Regions from separate parts of the Gossypium hirsutum genome. Here region 2 is linked to region 1. Evidence: chromatin contacts called from public Hi-C data. All regions are on one chromosome and are shown on one strand. The core of a region is the stretch at or near the end of the contact, and the rest is flanking DNA. Distances in the headings are between cores, read along the strand shown. Region 1 has its middle 27 kb from the start of LOC121228148. Region 2 holds the start of LOC107918216.

Region 1 (6,756 bases), core at 1,614-4,113:
AATTTTTCCACGTCAGCAAAGCGCGTCTACGTTAGCGCATTTTGTGCTGACATGGCAAAATTACTCCCCCAGGGTCGTGTTTTGTTGAAATTTCACCCTAAAACGCTCCTACGTGGACGCATTTTGCTAAAATCGACCTTTTTTGGTAAATAATGCAAAAATTAGCCCATTTCCAATGAAAATGAGCCTTTATAGGTAAATTAATCATTTTATTTCCATTTATATTTAAGCTCTCTCAATTTTTTATCCTAATTCAAATTATATATATATACAAGGATAAAAGGATCTTCCTCCTATTAACACGTGGGTACTCACCCATGCTCCATTTTTTTCGCATTTTACAGAAAAGGTTTAATTTCAGTTTTAGTCTTCTATTATACTTAAATTTTAAATTTAATCATTATACTTTAATATCTAACATAATTTAGTCCTATATTTTCATAATATTATTAATTAGTTCAAATAATTAATATAGTTAAATTTTTTATTAAAATGTTACATGGTTATATATAATTTGAATATTAGAGATAGGCACATTTTTTAACTTTATAAGACAATAGTAAAATTTCAATTTTGACCCCTTTACTATGCTAAAACTTGGATTAAATCTATATACTTTAATTTTGACATAATTTAGTCCTACTTTTATAATGTCATTAATTAGTCTAAATAGTTAATATTGTTAATTATTTCAATTACAATGTTGTAGCCATTTTTTTTAAGAGCACTATTCCAAAAAAAAATTATTCTATCATAACGAGTTCAAATGCATGTTTTTAAGAGAAAAAAATCACATAATTATTTTCAACATAATTTTTTATTACATTATTACTAAGCGATTTTTTTTAAAAAAGGTCACACTATTGAATTTAATTAAAGAATTTTAATGGTGATAACAATTGAACTTGCATTTTTAGTTTTGAAAAGTAAATGAACTAAATTCTTGAAAATTAAAATAAAGAGACTAAATTTCAAATATATGAAGTATATAGGGACTTAAATCATATTTTAACCTTCAAATCTTTACTCCATAGTTGGATACAAACAAATTATCAACCCATTTCAAAATGTCACACAAGTGAATGATAGAAGAATTTTAACAGTAATAACAATTAGACATAAAATATTAAATTCAAAAAGTAGAGAGTTTATATCTTTTAAAAAATTAACATTTAAATTTTTACTTTATAATTTAATATAAAAAATAATTAATTTAAGACGAAATGTGAGAATCAGATGTTTATTTTGTAAATTGTAATCTAAAATAAAGTTTGAATCCACCCATGTTAAAAGTAAAATCATATGAATTAATCAATCGATTGGTTGCCCTAATATAACATTTCATTGGGTATAAAAGTTTGAAAAAATTATTGTGATTAAAGCTTTGAGATTAGATGTAAACAAAAATTTAAATAATAATACACAAGTAATTAGTTGAGTTCATTGATAATTGTTAGTTGGTAGGAAAGATCTCACGTTGAAATTTTGTCCCATATAAACCATTCGCATTTTCACTACATTTTATTTTAGTTTTAAGTTTTATGTTGTGCCAGAATGGTCTTATTTTAGATATATTGTATATTTTCTAATGATTGATTTTAATTATAATTATTTGAATTGTATTATAAATTTCTAATTTTTTATAATATTCCTAAAACAAAAGGGAACATTTCTTTTGTTGGTGTTTTTTTAGGGATAATGTTGACTTTAGCCCTAAAACTTTGGTCAGTAGGATAGAAAGAAAATTAGAATGGTGAAAATTTGTAAGGGTAGAAAATTAAATGGATGGAAAACATATATTTTTTTTCGTAGCTATGCTTAGTAGGAGAGATAGAAAATTGGAAAGAAATGGTAGAGTTGAAAAATGAAAGAAAAGAAAATAAAACATTTGAAAAATACATAATTTTGAATTAACATGCATATCTCTCTTATTTTCTCTCCTCTCATCATTTCAATTTGGAAGAATTGATTTTTATGCATCAGGATGAAAAATGATCATCTTTCTTGTTTTCTTTTCTCTCACTTTTCTTCTCAACCAAACACGTTCAAAATTTATTTTCTTTCCGCTTTTCCATTCACTCCTCCCATCCATCCACTTTTTCATCCAATCAAGCACACACTTAATTTTTACTTTTTTTTTATTTTAATTAAATTTGACCCTCAACCTTTTAAAATATCCAATTTTGTTCATCTACCTTTTGCAAAAAGAGTCGAATTGATTTTTTAATAGAAATACTAACTAAAATATTAAAATTTTAAACATGACAGTCTACATGACAATCCACATGTACTTCATGCTAATTGTTTTGAATTTTTATGAGCTTTTTATAATTTTTTTGAGTTTTTTTATAAATTGTAAATTACTGTTAATGTGACATCAAGACAAATAGTACTATGTTCGTATGAAGTGGACGTGAATTGATATGTAGGTTGCCAAGTTAACATTGTTAAAAATAAATGTTTAATTAGCGTTTTTGTTAAAGAAAAATAATTTGACTCCCAATGACCAAATTTAACTAAAAAAAATGAGCCAAATTGACAAAAAAATATAAATATTAAGAACTAAATTTATCATTATATTTTTTTAGCTAAATGGTTATAAAACAATAAATTCATTGTTGGTATTTATAATTATTTAAAGGAAAAGGCGGAATTGGTAATTGAAAAAAAGAAAAGAAAAATAGAAAGTGGGTTTTGATGATAGCCGTATCCAATAAAAAAAGCAAAAAAGTTGAGCCGTCCTATCGTTTTTCTGGGTTGTATCATATTGGCAGATAAGTTATCGTAGGAGCAGATTTCACATGCACCATAATATTAGATTTGGCTTCTCCTCTAATTTTGAAAATAGATATGAAATGAAGTGCGATGCCATGTGCAGTTTCAAGTGTGTCGTTATCCTAGTCCAAATTCATGGCTGTCATTTGCACGGCGTTGAAGTCAGAGACGCATTGCTTTACTGTCATATTCTAATCTGCCTACAAGGTTTCGGCTAGTTGTTTGTTGTTCAATGTTTTCTTTCCCCCCATGACCATGTGATTCAAACTAACGCACAACTTTATTCTGTACCCGTTTCAGGAATCAAGAAAGTTCTTATAGTTTTGGGAATTAAAAGAAAAAACAAATTAAGCCCAGTTGGTTAGGTCACTAACATGTCTTTCTGGGTGCGAGATGGGAGGTGCTCAATGAAATCATTTGTTATTATATCATGAGCTTCATCCATAAGAGCCCATAACACAATTCTGTATATTGTAAGAGTGTGTGTTGAGAGCCTTAACGGAAATAGTTGGGGTGCGCCTTGGATTCTTGAGTGGTGAACATGGGTGATGGCAGAGTCACATGTGATTTATAGGAAAGGAGGGCACTCACTCAATTACCGTATTGGGAATGTGACCAAATACAAAGGATATATTATATATACAAATCAACATATGATTTGCGTTGTTTGTATTAGAATTAGAATTAGAATCGTATTTTATTTTGTTTATTTTAAAAAATAAATAAATTATTTCATAAAAAAAGTAAATTAATAATTTTATTAAAAATTCTATTCATTTTGTTTGAATTAATCTTTTCACGTTAATATGAGATATATATGATATATTACGATTCTTTATTTAAATATTAATAGTAAAAATGGATGAAATTTTATTTTAAATGAGGAGTTTTTTGTTTAATCTAAATATAAGGATTAATTTTTTTATATATTTTAAGTAAAAAGGACAAAATACACTTAATTACATAATATCTTAATTTTAAACATAAAAATAAAATAGCAATAAATATAATATTGAAACATTCAAGTTTTAAAGGACGGAAAGTGGATTAAAGAATATGGATGAAGCTAGAATAATTTTTTAAAGGGTCAAATAAAAATTTAATTTTTTATAGTTTATATTTTTAAAATTCTTAAAGGATTAAATTAAATTTTTATAATTTTAGGACATCAAAGTAAAATTTTATTTTTAGTAATTTAAATTTTAAAACAACTAAAAGCTAAAATAATAGTTTTACATTGCCCAGCCCCTAGATGAAGAAATCAATTGATGAAAAAAAAAAGTAATATTGCGTAGTTTTATATAAAAAAAAAATCCTTATCATTGATGCACCGCCCGTCTCGATCCTCCTTAGCAACTACTGTACTGGGTTCTAGTTTGACTGATCTTGTGGCAGCGACTACTTCCTATTTTTATAAAAGAGTTCACCATCTACAAAAAAATAACCTTTTTTAAGAAAAATGATGGGTAGGAGTAAAGTGACAACAACCACTTGCTTAGTTAGGAAAAAGAAAACATATACTTAATAAACAAAAATAGTTCATTTAAAATTTTATTTCAAGATCCTACAGTTTTGAAAAACTATCACTCCCGTTCAACTTTACTATTGTCTTCAAAATACTACTTTCATATATAAAGTTTCATTCACTTAGTATATTTTAAAAGTTTTAAGTAATTTTTGTTGATTAAATTAGTGATTAATTTACTTTTTAACACCATTTCAATACATCATTATAGAGATTTTAAGAACTCTAACAAGAAGAAAAAATCAATGAAAAGTCAAACAATTCAAGCTGCCCAAGCCTAAAAATACATGGGTTATATTTAAGTTGGTTTGTATCAAGAAGCTTTCATGCGTAAGGATTACAAAAATAAGGTCCTACAAAATGCTAAACCTTGCAATATCGGCCCATTTTATTGGGAGGTTATGAAATTGTGTTTTGGACTTCAGACTTAAAAAAAGACGAGTTGAGATCTTATATCTTTTTTTTTTGTATTTTCAATGTTTGTTTTTACGGCTCATGTTCGAAATTTATGTCTGCTTCAATTAATAATATTGTTTTCAAGATTTGAACTTATGTTTTTTCTTTGAAAGTGCAATGTGCTTTACTAATGCATCCAATCATTTGTTAATAGATATTATATTAAAATTTATATCTATTTAAATTAATACAAATGTGAGTTTCGGTTGCTTGAAATTGGTGTGAAAATTCAAATATCACATGAATTTGAAATAATAAGATATTAACTAGTTTTGATAAATAACAAAATCATGTGACTTTTTACTTAAATTGAGTGATTGTTTTCACTTATTGATGGCTATTAAGACCACCGAATATAAATTTCTACGCTCTAACTGAATTAATCAGTAGTTTTGAGAAACAGGGTTGATCTCACATGGACTATGATTTCTAATATCATTTTTATTGTGACTAGATTCCAAAGTCGTAGCATCTGTTGTGCCTACAACTTGTAACGTGTTGAGCTGAAAATAAATTAATGGAGGTTTTAGTTGATTAGGTTAAAAATATAAAAATGAATAGAAGGAAATAATAATTGAATTATAATTCTAAAATAAAATTAAATAACTGAGATTAAATTAGGAAATCAAATATGCAAATTCTTAACCTTAGACTCGGAATATTCCAGAAGTCGATCCTTAAAAGTGAAAATTTCTTTCCAAACGATAAGTTGGTTATATCGATCAATGACGCCTTAACAGCCAAATCATCCTTATGTAGTTGACTCTGATACGCCCTGCAAACTAACCCTTGCCAACTATCTAACCACGTAACACGCGTTCGCAATTTAAGATCTCAGCAGCCTTACGATCTAGAAGAGCTCAACTCGAATTAACGGCCTCAACCGTGTGGGTCCTTTAAATTCGAACACTATCTCCTTTAATGGAATCCAACAGGGATTTTCCCACCTGGACACGCCAATTTTTTCGCGGGAACCAGAATGCAGCAAACGACCGACTCATTTTCCCAACTGTGCGCCAAAAACTCCAATCCAATGCATACTTTTTGAATTGAAATTCAATTAACTTTAAGTGACAATTGTGATTATCCCATATCCCGGAGAGATAATGAATACGTGTTGTAAGGTTTTTAGTGTGAGTTCATTTCTTACGATTTTCGATCGAAATGATAACCGGCCCAAAGCTAAATGGAGATTAGTCGAGCATGAAATTAATCCGACTTGATTGGTTTGTAAGAGTGGATTTTAATGGAAAATAATAGGTGGAGAATTGAGGGGACTAAAAGAGCAATTGCACCAAAGTATAAAAGGAAGAAAGAAATGACAGAATGTTTGACACAAGAATATGCAAATTGCTATCTCAATTCCAGTCTGTTTCCATGTCACAATTACAAGCCTTTATATACACATTTCAAAGAGTCAATTTCACATGATTTTCTCCTAGAATCATGTTCGACAACCATACAAAAAATCATATATTTTTTATTTCTAAATATAGGATATTGTCAAAGTAAAAAAAATCTGATATTTTTTCTCAACCCAAAAATAATTCTGCAACTTTCAATACAGTCCCTCATATTGCTTTTTGTACCAATTTAGCTCGATTTTGCTTATTTTTGAACTTCGGCTCTTCAATTGCGTCCCTAATAAAATTTAAGCAAGAAATCACCAACTTAGTAGTAGTCTATTTAAAAATTGACAAAAATTAGGTACATTAAACACATAAAATTAGCTTGCCATCAAATTCCTCCTACTTAGCCTATGCTTGTCCTCAAGCATGTTGTACATTCCCATAGTAGAAACCATTCAATAATTTTGTTTCGAAATCAAGTCTCATTCAATAGCCATGCGCAATGCAAGCAATTTAGGTGTAGCACGAATAACAATTTTCTCAGTTTAACTAATAAGTTTTTATAAAATTCCAACAATGTGCAAAATCAATCATTTCACTAAATTGAAGCTCTATCAAACTTGCAAAGCAGTTGTTCTTGATCAATTTATT
Region 2 (6,756 bases), core at 3,106-5,605, 64 kb before region 1:
CTTTTCAACGCAACCAATCTCCCTCCCCTTCCTCGACGTTGACAGCGACCTTGGGTTAAATGCAATGTCGACGTTGTTGTGTCGCATGATCATGGTTTTACTCGACTTGCAGCTATTATTCGTGAGTTCATTAAAGGTAAAACTCTCTGCTTCATGCGGAAGTTATGGCCATAAGGGAAGCTCTCTTAGCTAAAGGATTTGTCTTTTGACGATATTATCATTGAATCCAACTTGTCGAAATTTGGAACTTTCATTTATGATTACGTTTTGCTTAAAGAGCAATTTTTTATTTAATAAAGCGGTATATACTTTAGATAGGACAACTTTATTATATGGAGAATGTGTTGTTTAGGATTTTTCGTCTTATTTTATTTCTGATTGTTTATGTTCTGATAAGCTACTTTTTATTACTTTTGAAGCTGAAGAAACTAAGTTCGAGCATACCCACCAGAGTTTTAGTTTTTTCCCTTTATCTTAATTTGCTTTCCTAATTTATACTTTTTATTATTATCATATAATAGTTGTTAATATATTGAAATTTTAATTTTCTAATGTTAAAATGGTAATATAATATTTTTATTTCTTCAAAAATAAACATGTGCTTTTTTACATTATATAGATATATTAAATAATTTTTTCTCACTAATCAACTAAATAAGACATAAATAAAAATATGTTACTTTTATAAAGTTTATTATTGTGAAGTTCAATTTTAATAAAATTAAACATTATAAACACTTAATTAAATTATTAATTCAAATTCAGATTAATTTAATTAAAACAAAACTCTAAGTTTAAATTAAACATGATAGTCTCCAATATAAACACTTAAAAATCCCACAACCTTAGTGTGCTCTCCAAAAACCGATAAGGGCTAATCCTTGTTTTTGAAGGATTTGAACAATTTCAAATTTAAGAGTGTTCATTGGATTGTGTTGGTTTTGTTTGTCCTTTTCTATTTTGAATTTAAAAAGCTAAAGTTTGTATGATAGTGTAGTGTATGTATACTAATAAATGTTGAGTAATATTCTTAAAAGAGAAAATGCGGGATCAAACATTAAAAATAACATTATTAAAAGGAACAATCGTAAATTTCGAAACATGATTTAAAAATCTTTATAATGAGCGCATTTGTAAGTAACATTCAAATCAATAATATCTAAAATTATGTAGTGATAGCACATATTTGACTAATGTTTTATGTTAAATATTGGTTAATGCATATGCCTTTTCACTTGTACTTGGATTGTTTCAAATTAACATTTGTTTGATTTTGGTTTGCAAGAAGGTGTGGGCTTAGGCCGAAACAGCGGCCTGTGATGGTTGGTTTTCACAAGTGGGCTTACACCAACGAAATTTTTTATATTATATTTGACTAAGTCCCACTAGTAAGCTTTAAATGGACTTTTGGGATAGAAAAGCATATTGCTTAAAAGGAAGCTTGCCATGCTGGACTTGAAGAGAATTTGATATTGAACACACCCATCCAGTTTTGGAAGGATGGTCAACATAACTTCTGAAAACTTCCATTCCATTTGATTCTCCAAGCATTTTTGTGTAGGCTCCACGTTATTAGAAGAAAATCTACGATAGATATTAATGTATAGATGCACATTGAAGGCAACTGACCAGCCACGCTCCATTTGCTTTTCTTGAAAACGACTGTATGGAAAAGGAAAGAAGATGGAAAGGGAGACCCTGCTGGCCGTAGCTATATGATAACCCCCAACAGTGTGCGATGGGGACAATTATCATCTCTCTTCTTTTTTGGCAACTTGTCCAAATGCTAAAATATAAAACGTGCCACCTTACAACTAGTGTTCAATATTGGTTGAAAGGCTTCACCAAATTCATTCATGCTAGCATGGACCCCGTTTCTTAATCCCAGCTCATGAAAACTTTTCTCACTTCAATATTGAATTTAACAATTATTTTCATATTGAATTTTTTTAATCCAAATTAGTACTTAAAAGCTGTGAGAACAATGGCAAAGTTCAAACCTAAATAGTGATTTAGCACGATTATTTATGCATAAATAAAATGATTAGGGGAAAGATCTGCCAAAAACCATGAGGTTACCTTGCACATATACAAAACCAAGTTGTATATTTCAACTAACGACGTGAGACCAAACATGTATTGAACAAAAGAAAGTAGACCCTAGTCCATATTTCTTACATATTGACAAGATTTTGAGCCCATTTGTGCTCCCACCCAAAGTAGCCTTTTTAAGTTTGAAAGAGGAGAAAAAGGGTTGTGCAAGGACAAAGACCTACTCCTTTAAAGTCGATAATTATAACGGAAGATTAGCCGCTTATTTCGCCTCACCGAACATCTAATTATTCAAAAGATCCTTCAGAAAGTGCCACACAACCAGCTCCTCAATAATACACTGTTAATTAATCTCAAGTGGTTTGATTTTGGGTCTTAAGTTCAATAAAAAGAATCAATTCCTAAGAATAAGCATCCATCAGGCGATAATGTTGAATAAAATTCTTAAATTGGTCATAAATCTGAATGATTCAGTCCATCCATCATGTCCTATATATTTCTAGCCATATCCAATTACCAAATCAAAATCCTTGAAAGCAACTTGTAATATTAAGGGCAAGTCAGAAGAACATTTCAAGCAATGGATATAAGCTACCGAAAATACATGTTTATGGACAATTCAGAACAACTTTTTGAACACTGGGTGTAAGCCAAACCTTACGTAGGGTATGAAATTAATAGAATCATCCATCAAAAGCCATTCAACAATAGAACGCAACACTTCAAAGACAGAAATGGAAAATCAAGCACACCATGAATGTTCTCTTCATTCTTATTGCATAAGGCAAAATACTGAAAAACAAGTTCAAATTTATTCCTGCAGGTCTTTTCTCACCTAAATGAGAAATAAGGTGAAAAACATAAGCAATACTCTACCATGGCCATCAATGATAATAGACTAACTTCCAAGGCTTTATTTATAAGTAAAGCTAACCCAAGAAATAAAGGATCATAAAGGGTTGGGAATTGTTTAATTAATGGGAGGAAATCTTGAGATTGAGGGATTTATTAAACCATGCCTTCCAATTCCCACTTGCCTTCCTATTAATTGATTCAGCTGCCTTCCCGTCGTCTTTCACTTTCTCAGTCCTTGGCTTCTTGCACAGCATGAAATTCCTTGCCCCTTGTGATCCAATTGTCTCCCATGGACTTAGTGCTGCAATGAAAAAACATACCAAACACCCAAAATCATGAATACTACTAATTTTTCCCAAATAAAACACCATTTAACATCAAATAAGCAAATCCTGGAAATTTTTTAATCTTTAAAGATTGAAATGAAAACCGACATACCATCTGATCCAGCACTGGGGCAATAAAGGAGGAAATCATTAAGATTGGATCCGAGAACGGGAAGCCGACCCTCACGAGCGTAGGATTTCAAAGCAGTATCAATGACGGCAGCAACGAGCTCTTCCTCGTTAACAACAAAACGGATCGGCCCAGCACTTCCGAGAACAGTGACGCTAATCAGGAGCCTGTTGCCCTTGGGACCCTGGTTCTTCTTCTGCTTGTAAAGCAACATTCTTTCAAATTTTTTTTGTTCAAAATTCAAAATGAAAAGGAATCAAAACCAAAAACAGATGAATGAACAATTCACCAACAACCGCGAAAAGAGAAACAATGGGTTTGTTTTGTTATTTTGTGGGGCGTATAACAAAAAAAAAACAAATCTGGGTTATTGGTGGAAAGGAATAGAGGTATTGAGGTGGGGTTGTTTATGGGTCAAGGCCAAGGCAGCGGTAGTACCAGCCTTCTTTGCAAGAACCGAATGCGAAAGCAGAAGCAGCAGAAAGAGGAAGGAGAGTGCTCGCCCTCGATTTGCAAGGGGAGAGCATCAATATACTACAGCTCCAAATTGTTTCCACCATTCACAAAAATACCAAAAGATCAATGGTTTGATTCCAACAAAAAGGGGAAAAGAGCCAGAAAAAAGAAGTTCTGGGACGCAGATTTCGACGAAAAAAGGAGAGGAATTTTAGTGATTGTAGGTAGAAGGTGTGGGAAGCGTTTGGGGGTATTTAATAGAGGAACAAAACAAGGAAAAGGATTAGAGTAATTCAGGTTGAGGTGGTATATTAGCCTTATAGAGGGGAGGCAGGAAAAGGGTTTCTTTCTTTCTCTTCTGCCGTAGGGTTGCAATGTATATATATACGGAAGTTGTTGTTTCCGTGTAGAGTTAGCATTTGGGCATATTTACGCGTTCATCCCTCCTTGTCCACCAAGCCACCTATTCATTCGCGACCGCCATATTCCCCTCCTCTTTCTTTCTACAACAATAATATTCAATTTGTTTTATTTTTATAAATAAAGTTTCTTTGAAGATTTTTCCATTAGTCATATATGTCAATTTGTTTTATTTGCCTTTTTAGGTATTTTTTCTAACTTAAGGAAATAGGTCGTTCTTTAAAAGAGAAAGGGAAAACACGCTTAGTTAAATGTGTTTTCTTATTAATTATATAAAAAACTCGTTCGTCAAAAGTCAATTCTAACGATTTTTTAAACGTTGGCTGGCAATGGTAAAAAGATTTAAAGTGCTCCAACGGTCATTTTTTTCTACAAATACTATACAATTTTAATTTTTTTCACTCAAATCTAACTCTCTCAATTCTTTCAACTTTATTAGGGCTAGTTTAGCAATACTTTTGAAAAATGTTATGGAAAAGTACTTTTGAAAAGTTTAGTTTAAATTTTGAGTATTTAGCATTACTGTCAAAAAATACTTTTGAGAAATAAAATGTCCATTTTAGACATGTTATTATCAAGTAACAAATATGTATTTAAATAATGTTTAAATTAATTTAACATTATTATATTTTTGTAAGAATATAAAATTTATTATAATTTGCTGTTAATATTTTAATATATGAAATATAAATTTTAAATATTTTTAAGCAATAAATATTAATTATTTATAAAATTTAATTAAATATATAAATTATATTTTGAATATTTAAGTATAATCATTAAATATTTGTAATTAATATTTTAAAAAATATTTTTTATTTTTAATTAATGATTTTAACACATTTGTAATTAAGCACTAAGAAGGAAAAAAAGGGAAAGTACTATGTTATTAGAGGGGTGAAAAAGTATTTAAGCACCAAAATTGCTTTTGGGAAAGGAAAAGCTAAAAATTTTAACTTCTCCTGAAAAGCCAAAAAATTCAGTCAAAAACAGTTTGTTTAGCACAACTTTTCTACAAAAGTGCTTTTAGAGCTAGAAGTGCTTTTTTTAAGCACTACTAAACAGGCTCTTAATTCTCTCAATTTTCTCAAGTTTTGTTCTAAATTTTCCGATACGCTTGTTTAAAAATATTATTTTTTAATGATTTCATATTTTATTCATTTGATTAAATTTTCAAGAATGACAACATTTCTGATTCGTTTCGAAGAAAAGTACATTTTCGTCGCTCAAGCAATAATGGTAAGACGAAATTTTAAATTTTTTTATTTTCAATTAAGTTAAATTTAAAGTTTCTTATTTTTTAAAATATTTTAAAATATTTTTTTGTCGATATAAATAGGCGAATGATCGTGTTTTGGAGGGGTTTATACACAATTTGTCAAAAGGACCAATCACCAAAATTTATGGTTACTTGCAAAACACGAGATTCTTGCATGCATCTCGTATGCTCAGGGGCTGCAAACTTGATCCTACGCTCATCAGCGCGTTGGTGGAAAGATGGAGGCTCAAGACACACGCTTTCCATCTTTTATGCGGCGAGTGTACAATCACACTCGAGGACATAGCTTTGTAACTCGATTTATCGGTGGATAGGTCAATCATCACGAGGTCAGCGATCATTCCCGTTAAAGAGGACCTTTGTGAGGCATTTTTGGGGAAGGTCCTAAACAAGTTTCAAGGTGGCTGAATATAGATGAATTGGTCAGAAACCAATTTCAAAGAGCTTCCTCCAAACGCGACCAACATCGTCAAAGAACAATGTGCCCAAGCATTCATCCTAAGGTTAATGGGGGGCATTTTAATGCCCGATAAATCTCAAATTTTGGTACGCATAAGGTGGCTACTACACCTAGCCGACTTCAAAGAATGCACACAACTGAGTTGGTCACTTACCCTTGCAAATAACAGCAGCCCTAAACCATACTTAGCTCGCTGGCAAAGTCTCCACTCCACAACTAATAAATTCACAGAAACTTATCAGAACCAATTCAATACAAACAGTCAACTCACCCACTTACCTCTTCATGAAAAGAGAATAATATCAAATCTTTACTAAATGAATAATACACTTACCAAGAATAAAGCAATGAATCAACGAAGAATTAACAACACAAATAGACAGAGAACCTTAAAAAAAACAAAAAACGAATAAGAGGGTGACAATAAAGAATAGAGGTGATTAGTAAAGGTCTAAGAAAAATCTAAAAGAAAATAATAAAGGAAAAAATGGAAAAAGGGGAAAATAGAAAAACTATGGCAACAAAAGAAATAAGAAACAAAAAATGAAAACATGAAAGCTATTGAGAAGGTGGGTAACAAAATTGGGAAATAGAGAGGGATATATTTCAAGAGATAATCTTTCATTGCTTTAGTTTTAAAAACTACCCATTAACTCCTATAATTATCCAAATTAGATTCTTTTCTTCAGAATTCAAAACAAAAATAAACTCCACTTTGCACACACAAGAATTGAACACGAGACCTGTAGGTAAGCTAAGGTCTTACCACTGAACCTGG

The links. Hi-C and Micro-C count contacts between places; a contact is called where the count stands out from the background.
Region 2: a contact with region 1 is called in a Hi-C map of leaf, with 2.3 times the contacts expected there. The contact joins the promoter of LOC107918216 here to the enhancer-like site in region 1. A contact is called at or near these places in 7 of 34 Hi-C or Micro-C datasets (anther, cotyledon, leaf and 1 more).

The regions. Positions count from the first base shown.
Region 1 is chrA01:89,806,573-89,813,328 of Gossypium_hirsutum_v2.1, reverse strand. No RefSeq gene overlaps it. Among protein-coding and RNA genes, the nearest start is that of LOC121228148, 27 kb to the right of the region's middle. Within about 2 kb of position 2,863, at least 2 of the 9 cell types and tissues checked have an H3K27ac peak or open chromatin away from gene starts, as enhancers often do. A contact at or near this core is called in leaf, where this site is marked.
Region 2 is chrA01:89,871,713-89,878,468 of Gossypium_hirsutum_v2.1, reverse strand. LOC107918216 reads right to left here and starts at 4,355. Exons shown (of 2, transcript XM_016847756.2): 1 at 3,346-4,355; 2 at 2,788-3,208. The coding sequence starts at 3,577. The coding sequence ends at 3,027.